3 separate regions of the Mus musculus genome follow, and regions 1 and 3 are each linked to region 2. Evidence: chromatin contacts called from public HiChIP or PLAC-seq and promoter capture Hi-C data. All regions are on one chromosome and are shown on one strand. The core of a region is the stretch at or near the end of the contact, and the rest is flanking DNA. Distances in the headings are between cores, read along the strand shown.

Evidence for each region. HiChIP or PLAC-seq counts read pairs in DNA pulled down with a chosen protein or histone mark. Capture Hi-C pulls out chosen DNA fragments and counts their contacts.
Region 1: a contact with region 2 is called in a promoter capture Hi-C map of liver. The contact joins two enhancer-like sites. A contact is called at or near these places in 6 of 115 datasets of contacts at active chromatin or transcription factors (bone marrow-derived macrophages, fetal liver, heart atrium and 3 more) and 2 of 9 other capture datasets (adipose tissue and liver).
Region 3: an H3K27ac HiChIP or PLAC-seq map of extraembryonic endoderm stem cells shows a contact between it and region 2. The contact joins two enhancer-like sites. A contact is called at or near these places in 8 of 115 datasets of contacts at active chromatin or transcription factors (bone marrow-derived macrophages, embryonic basal ganglia, embryonic stem cells and 5 more) and 3 of 9 other capture datasets (adipose tissue, liver and pancreatic islet).

What each region holds. Positions count from the first base shown.
Region 1 is chr6:97,462,667-97,465,366 of GRCm38.p6, reverse strand. All of the region lies in intron 1 of Frmd4b (FERM domain containing 4B), which reads left to right. Among named protein-coding and RNA genes, the nearest start is that of Frmd4b, 24 kb to the left of the region's middle. Within about 2 kb of position 1,381, at least 111 of the 459 cell types and tissues checked have an H3K27ac peak or open chromatin away from gene starts, as enhancers often do. A contact at or near this core is called in adipose tissue, bone marrow-derived macrophages, heart atrium and 2 more, where this site is marked.
Region 2 is chr6:97,276,824-97,279,523 of GRCm38.p6, reverse strand. No RefSeq gene overlaps it. Among named protein-coding and RNA genes, the nearest start is that of Gm32191, 25 kb to the right of the region's middle. Within about 2 kb of position 1,398, at least 246 of the 459 cell types and tissues checked have an H3K27ac peak or open chromatin away from gene starts, as enhancers often do. A contact at or near this core is called in adipose tissue, bone marrow-derived macrophages, extraembryonic endoderm stem cells and 3 more, where this site is marked.
Region 3 is chr6:97,445,732-97,448,431 of GRCm38.p6, reverse strand. All of the region lies in intron 1 of Frmd4b (FERM domain containing 4B), which reads left to right. Among named protein-coding and RNA genes, the nearest start is that of Frmd4b, 41 kb to the left of the region's middle. Within about 2 kb of position 1,256, at least 77 of the 459 cell types and tissues checked have an H3K27ac peak or open chromatin away from gene starts, as enhancers often do. A contact at or near this core is called in adipose tissue, bone marrow-derived macrophages and extraembryonic endoderm stem cells, where this site is marked.

The sequences.
Region 1 (2,700 bases), core at 132-2,631, 190 kb before region 2:
TATATAGAGAGATAGAGAGACCCTGACTCAGACAGAGAAGAAGAGGGAGACGGAGATGTAAGGCGAGAAGGAGAGGGAAAGAATTGGAAACAGATGCAGTCAAATACATTTATAATCCTAGTACTCCAGAGGCTGGGGCAGGGTAGTCATGAGTTTGAGGCCAAGTTGTACTACATAGTGAGACCTTGACCCAAAAATAAGCAAATAAGGAACATTATCAATCAATTGGAAATCTGAACTCTTAACAGATATGTGAAGATAGTGAGATTTTTTTTCTTTTAGTTATCTGGGTTTATATTTAAAAACAATGTCATGATCTTTTATATTGAAATCTTTACAGACAAAATTACCCAGAGTTGTAGATTTGGTTTACAATGACCCAGAGGACAGAAAGGAGGGAATAATAAAGAGAGTGGCTCTTAACCTTTCTAATGCTGTGACCCTTTAACACAGTTTCTCATGTTGTGGTGACCCCCGCCCCCGCCATAGAATTATTTCATTGCTACTTCATAACTGTAATTTTGCCCTATGAAGCGTACTGTAAGCATCTGATAGGCAGGATATCTGCTATATGACCCTGCGGGGGTCGAGAGCCACAGATTTGAGAACTACTGATTTAGATGTCTCAAGAGTGGCCAGATTAAAAGGTGTGTGCAGAAACGGATACAGTGAGTGATGCCAGTTCAGCCACTGTGTGTACCCTAAATAAAGTCTTCCTTCGTTAAAAAAAAATCATTTTAGATAGGAGTAACTCTAACTTAAGGCTAGCCTGGCTATATAGAGAAGACCCCTGTGTCAGAAGTAGAGGAGGAAGAGGAGGAGGAGAGGGGAGAGGAGGAGGGGTAGGAGAAAGAGGAGGGGATAGTTTTTTTTTTTCAAAGCACTGCAAATGGGCAGAGAAAGGGGAAACCGAAACAGAACAAAAAAAATCAGATTCTGCAGAAAGCCAGGAAGGAAGTGAGATTGAAGGCTGCGTGGAAGGTCATGCCACTTTCTTCGCATTGTCTGTGCAACCTCTGTGAAAGTCCCTGCTTGGGAATCCGGACCCTGGGTGCAGAGTCCGTTTTCTTACCCCCAGCTGGGAGGCTCCTAGCACTGAGTGCTCTGGGTCTCTGTCCCTGTGTGTGAAGTGGACTTCAAACACGGTGTTCAAAGGCCTCTTTGTCTTTATTTTTCCAAACATGAGGAAGTTATTAGATTTTACAGTTTGTGTCCAGTGCCGCACGTGCCTTTGGCCTCTTGCTGTAAGACAGTCCTGAGAAGCCCGGATGCCTGCCGCTCTCCCCCAAGCTTTTCACCTCGGCTTTTCCATTTGTGGTTAAGAAAGCAAGAACCCGCCCTGTGCAAGAAAGTTCCCTCTTTTTCTGCCTGGAGGAGAACATGAGTAACAGATTTTTCCATCGGAGCTGTTTTTCCTGGACACGGCGTACTGTCCAGTCCAACGGTTGTAGCATGTGATCGCAGGGAGACCTTAAATAAACTTTCAGTGTTATCAGCCCCAGTTTTAGGAACTTATGAATTCATTTTCTGTAGTTGGTGATTTTCCTTTTTAAACAGAAGTTCTTTTTCATTCAGTAGCTGCTGAGAGCTTCCCAGGTGCCATACTGCGTAGCCCTGAGCATAGTAGACACGCTTTATGCTCAGCCCACGTCCCTGCAAGCAGCTGCCTTGGGCAGGGTCCTTGGCCCTCATTTTTATCATGACTTGTGGTCATAGTCCTTGCCTCTCCTGCTCAGCACAATGCCAGGCAGAGAGTCCCTATGCAAAAGGAAAACACACAACTCCTTATTCAACAAGAGTCAAGCATGGCAGGACCTGTAACTCCCATATTTGGGAGGCAGAGGGAGGGAGGGTCACGTGTTCAAGACAAGACGTTTGAGACTCTGTCTCAAAAATACAAGGGCTGGAGATGTACTTGACAAGTAGAACATTTGCCCAGCCAACACACAGCCCTTAGTTTGAGCCCAATCAACACAAAATAATAACAATAGTATTAAGAAGTGTAATGGAAAAAAAAGAAGAAGAAGAAGAAGAAGTATAATGGCTGGGTGGTAGTGGAGCATGCCTTTGATTCCAGCACTTAGGAAGCAGAGACAGTCAGATCTCTAAGTTCAAGTTCAGCCTGGTCTACAGAGTGAAGTCCAGGATAGCCAGAGCTACACAGAGAAACTATCTCAAAGGGGGGAAAAGAGCCGTGGTAAAGAAGAAACACATCAAGCATGAGGTCCTAATGAGTCTGGGATCCTGTGCAACCACAATGCTAATCTGAACACCCATAATACCAGCTCTGGTGCCTGGCACCTTGTGAAGAACCAATGTCATAGTCCTTGTCATGAACGAAAACTTAAGAAATGAGCACTCCACGTGGTTGTCGATTGCCATCAATGAAGAACAGAAGACAGTATGTATGGAAGAGATGCTTGTCCCAGACAGTCAGGTTTCAGATCCGGTGGCTGCTTCTCTCCTCCAGGGCCACAAAGTCCAATCAGTTGAGGCTTGGACCATGATGTTTTCCAAGCTGATTTCTGATTTCCCTACAGCACCCCTGTGTGTGTGTGTGTGTGTGTGTGTGTGTGTGTGTGTGTGTGTGTGTGTGTTTGCTGCCTGAGCACATTTGAACTGAACCAAACACATTCTTGGGACTGAAATCTGAAGGGAAGTACTCCTCTCTTTACTGCAAAGCTTGCTGCCATTTAGGAG
Region 2 (2,700 bases), core at 149-2,648:
TGCAGCTCTGTCACTTGGCCTTCTCTGCCTTTTCAAGATCCAACCTGAGCTCCTCACTGTCAGGGGGCAGTTGCTTTACCGATTGAGTCATCTCCCTAGCCCCAGACCCGAGGTGCATTCATTTAGCCACTCAAATAACAGTACTGAAATAAACATCCCAGCTGAGGGTTGATTCCTGCCCCCAGCTCCTAGAATTTTCCCCCCTCATTTAATCCTCACAGCAAGGCCACCACAGTTAATCCCAGCCCAAAGCTCTTGGATGTTAGTCTTGTGCCCGGTGTGTAGTTAGAGGCACTTAAGGCGGGGTTCCAGAGACAGCCTTTGTGAAGTGTGAGTTCCTTCCGTTCAGAGTGCACGGACAGGTAGGCTACACTAGAGACCTGAATGGGTGTTTTCCACCTCCTCCTCCCCCCTCAGCTGTCCGGCAAGGTCAGGGCAAATTATACCTGTGAGTATTCAAGAGTGAGTACCACCTTAAATCAGACACCCTGGCACCTCCCTAACTCATGCTGCGTCAGGTCATGCTGTTGGCTCCAAGACAAGTCACTGCCTTTTCTGCACACATAAGAAAGCAAACAAGCAAAAGATTTAGAGAGAGGGGGGAAAAAAAAAACAAGAGGGCAGGCAGTTAAATTTGGAAAAGAGTTCTAAGTGCCAATTTTTTTTTTTTTTTTTAAGAATTTATCTCTCAGGCATCCTGGGAAAATTTTAGACAGAGCTGAGAACAAAACCATTCAGTATGGGAAGTGTGTCCTGTAGACCTGAGATTCCTAGGCGACTGGAAAATGAGGCCAAGACCACTCCTAGGGTTTGGCTGAGGAGAGAAGGTTTTGTTGTAGGTGTGAGGGAGAGGACAGCCAAAGGCATCTGGAAGGGTCCAGACTGAACTGGGCCACGGTCGGGGATGGGAGGCGAGAGAGGAAAGGAGTGGCAAGCGATCCAAGAGAGGAACCAAGATACTAAGAGGGCATGTAACTAAAATGGCTGAGTTATATAGCGATCAGAGGCTGGGGGAAGGAAAGCCCAATCCGCGGGCTACAGAGGTTTAGGGGAAGGAGAGGGGGAGGGGCGAGAAGTTCAGGGAGAAGCCACAGGCTACTGAGAGGTAGCCAGAGTCAGCTTTGATATGTTAATAGGCACCTCAGGTAGCCAATTGCCCTGGGTTTCTTTGAGACCTAACATTAGGCAAACCCTCCTCTGTGCAAGGGCAGCTGGGACAGTTCCGAGTGAGAAGTCTGTGCAGTGAGGTGTCACACGCAGATAATGTCCTTCCTGCCTTTCCCGGGCACGGAGAGGTGCCCCGGCTCAGTGCATAAGCCCTTCATCTGGACAGAACCTTCTAGACTAACTAGGACCAGGTTTCTTCTAATCGTTGGGCTGGGTCTGGACTTTCAGAGCGTACAATATTGGTTAAGAAGGACACCTAGGGGCCGTCCCGGTTTACTGCAGGCAGGCACTCCTAGCTGCCCTGGATTCGGGATTCTCAATATTGTATGAACAAGGTGCTGTAGGTTACAGGGAGAAGGAAACAAACCTAACGAAAGCCCAGTTTCTAATTTCTAACCCCCAACACTTCTGATTACTCGCTGTGCTCTTGGGGGAGTTGTTTGGGGGGTTAGAAGCATGGAGAAATGTAGGGATTCAATAACATCTAACTCTTAATAACGTGTGCCTCAGTTCTTGGGACAAAGTAAGCCACGTCTTGTTATTGTTTCTAATGGGACTCTGCAAGGAAGAGAGTTAGTAACATTTAACAGCATTAAATTTAAACATCAATAATGTAAGACTTACATTTTTAATAGTCACTGAAGACCACAGTAGAGGTTTATAAAAAGTAAAGTACTTTCTCAGGGGGAAAAAAAAGTCAAACAAGCCAAACTGGCAAGATTTTTTAAACACAGTCTTTTAGAAAATCAAAATTAATTTATACATACACACAAATTCTGCTTTTTGGTTTTTTTTAAATTTTTTAAGTAAAGACAGGCTTGATGTGACTGGTTTTTCCTTTGCTTCAAACAACAAATGGTTTGTCCCTGTCTGGTACTGTGCCAACATATAACAAGAGGGCCCAGTGACATCTTTGTTTGCTTTAGATACAAGAATGAGAGCCCAGGATAAATGCTCAGACACACCAAAGGTCACATAATCAAGTACAGAGGAAATCACCCCCACACAGGAGCATCCTGGTGCAAGTCACCTTTTAAAGGGCATATGAAGAAGGACCACAGCGTTGGGGTGATCACAGGGCCTCGTGCATGCTGGGGCTGGGGCTGCAGCACAGAGACACATGCCAGCTGGGCATGGATCTAACTCTGCGCAGTCATGTGTGTGAAGGGAGAGAGAAGGAGACAGAGACACAGAGAGACAGAAACAGACAGGGAGACAGAGAAAGAAAGACATAGAGACAGAGACAGGAAGGAAGTGGAGGGGGAGGGAAGGGGAGGAGATAGAAGAGGGGGGAATGGGGAGAGGAGGGGAGGGGAGGAAGAGGAGGAGACATAGAGTCTTACATGGCCAAAGCTGGCTTCCAACTTGTGTAGCAGAGAACGACCCTAAACTTGTAATCTTCCTGCCTCTACCTCCTGAGTGCTGGGATTAGAGGTGTGTGCCACCGGGCTTGATTCACTGGTGCTGGGGACAGAACCCAGGGCTTTACACATATTGGGCAGGCATTCCACCACTGAGCTACATCCCCCCACC
Region 3 (2,700 bases), core at 7-2,506, 170 kb before region 2:
CTGTAAGATAAAAAATAAAAACAGACTTACAGGAATTAAATGATTTGCTCCGAGGTCTCATCAGCTTCTGTGAGAATCTGTGCGAATGATCAGACAGGAATGAAGATATTCTAAGTAGCATTGTGTATGTCTCCTTTTGCCTATCAGGCGACTGAGACAATGGAGCCCAAACAATTGGAATTTCCCCAGAAATCTTATCCTGGGAGATAGAAAAGTCTGGAAGTCTGGTGCCAGCCAGACAGGGAGCTTGTCTCCCAAAAAGAGGTTTCATGTTGTTTTGATAATTCGTCAGACCCCCTTGCGGGAGAGATGGAGCCAGGGCAGTGGTAATGGGTAGTCCTTGGCCTGGACTACCTGGTTCTGCATATCTTTTAACCCAGGGTTAATGCTGGGACCATTTAATATGGTTCCTCATGCTGTGGTGACCACTAACTAGAAAGTGTTCATTGCTACTTAATAACTGTAATTTTGATACTGTTAAAAATTGTAACATAAGCAATGCGTGATGGCACACGCCTTTAATCCCAGCACTCGGGAGGCAGAGGCAGGTGGATTTCTGAGTTCGAGGTCAGTCTGGTCTACAAAGTGAGTTCCCAGACAGCCAGGGCTACACAGAGAAACCCTGTCTCGAAAAAACAAACAAACAAACAAACAAACAAAGAATTGTAACATAAATATCTGTTATGCAAGATATCTGATATGTGACCCCTGTGAAAAGTCATTAGATGCCCCCAAAGAGGTTACAGGTTGAGAACTACTGTCTTCTCCTCTGTTTAAGCCTAAACCTTGTATTAAGGACCCTAAAATCTGGTATAGGGGTCACTGGCTCTCTTTGCTCCTTTTCCCATGTGGCCACACTGGGAGAATCTCCTCTGTCAGTTTTCTACAATTACCTAGTTTACTTACTTGGCCTACTGAGATGGGCAGCCAAGCCTCATCGATGCCAGGGCCAGACTGGTACATTAGTCTTAGACACCTGCTAGCCTGGTGCTTACCCCTACATCGCCATGCCTCCCCAGAGAAAACACTTCATACTTTACAAGCATAACGCCACTCCAGAGTCATCAAACTGACCTAAAAACTTAGATTTAACATTAAGTTTCACTCTCTGGGCCCTGCCAGTTAAATCCCACAGCTGGAGGGTGGGGTGGGGCGTGGAAATGAAAGGAAATTGAATAGAACACAGGGTACCGTCCTCTGACCTGAGGCTGCCTTGTAAGCATGTCACAGAGCTACCAGACCGCAAAGATACTGAACTAGCTTGCTGGCTCACTGGATTAGGTCATGCTGACTCAACTAAGGGGACTCTGTCAGAGAGGTGTGGGGTGTGGGATGTGGGATGAATGTGTGTTCAACTTTAACAAGCAAAAGTTTGGAAGGAAGAACTGGAGGCCAGATCAAAATGGTTTTAGCATTTATCAGGCGCTTACTATGCACTTTGGTATCTGTGAACATTTAAATTGAGCTTAGCATGAGTGTGCTGAGTGCCTTACTAACATTCACTGCAATTTGTTCAACAGCCTTGCAGAGTTACTAGCACAGCCTCTTCCTCCTCCTTCTTTTTACCTTTGAAGTTTGTTTTTAAAGAACAGCATTACTAAGACAGGATTCACAGGCATTACACATCACCCAGTACAATCCAGTGGTTCTTAGCAGCTTGCACGCTGTTCTCCCGTTATGCAGATGAGGATCAGTTGCAAAACTTTGTAGATTGCTTCCCTCTCTCCCATTGTTGCCCACCTCCAGTCTCATCTTCCAGTAGCTGGACTCATCTTATATAAATACAAATATCCCCAGATTGCCTCCTCCATGCCCCGGAGCTTCCAGCAGCTTTGCCTTGCACTTGTCATAGGCACCACAATCTCTGTGGCCTAAGTGAACGTTCTAGCTCAGTGGCTTCAGTCCTGAACACGGATCGGAGTTAGAGCATGCAGGAAGCCTTGTGGAAAGAGGTCACAGCTGCATCATGAGTATCTACGTTTGTTTCGAGGCAGGGTCTCATTTTTCCCAGGCTAAGCTTTATCTAAGTGGGTAGCCAAGGGTGTCCTTGCATGCTTACCTACTGAAATGCATCCCCGCACCAATTCTGAGTTTCTAACTGTATGGTTGGTCTAGGAGACAGCCTTTGAGTACAACTGATGAACCTGAACCTCTCATGACTCTTGTATCTACTCCACTCTTCATTGGCCTTACTCTAGTCACACTTTCCGCCATTGCTTTCTTAAGCCAGGCAATCTCTGTAGGTGACTTGAGTGCCTAAGAATATAAAAATTGCTTCTTGTGGGGATAGAGAAAAGATTGAAATCGTACAGAGCTTAGTTCTGCCTTAGAGATATAGACTGTGTCTGTGATATTAAAATTTCACAGGAATGAACTATTTAGGGGGCAGGGAAGCAAATTTTTTTAAAAAGATTTATTTAATTATTTTATGTATATGAATATACTGTAGCTATCTTCAGACACACCATAAGAGGACATTAGATCCCATTATAGATAGTTGTAAGACACGGTATGGATGCTGGGAATTGAACTCAGGACCCCTGAAAGGCATCCAGTGCTCTTAACCACTGAGCCATCACTCCAGCCCTGGGAAGCAGATTTTTCTGATGGCTATAATGAGAGAAGGAAGGAAGAAAGGAAGGAAGGAAGGAAGGAGGGAGGGAGGGAGGGAGGGAGGGAGGGAGGGAGGGAGGGAGGGAG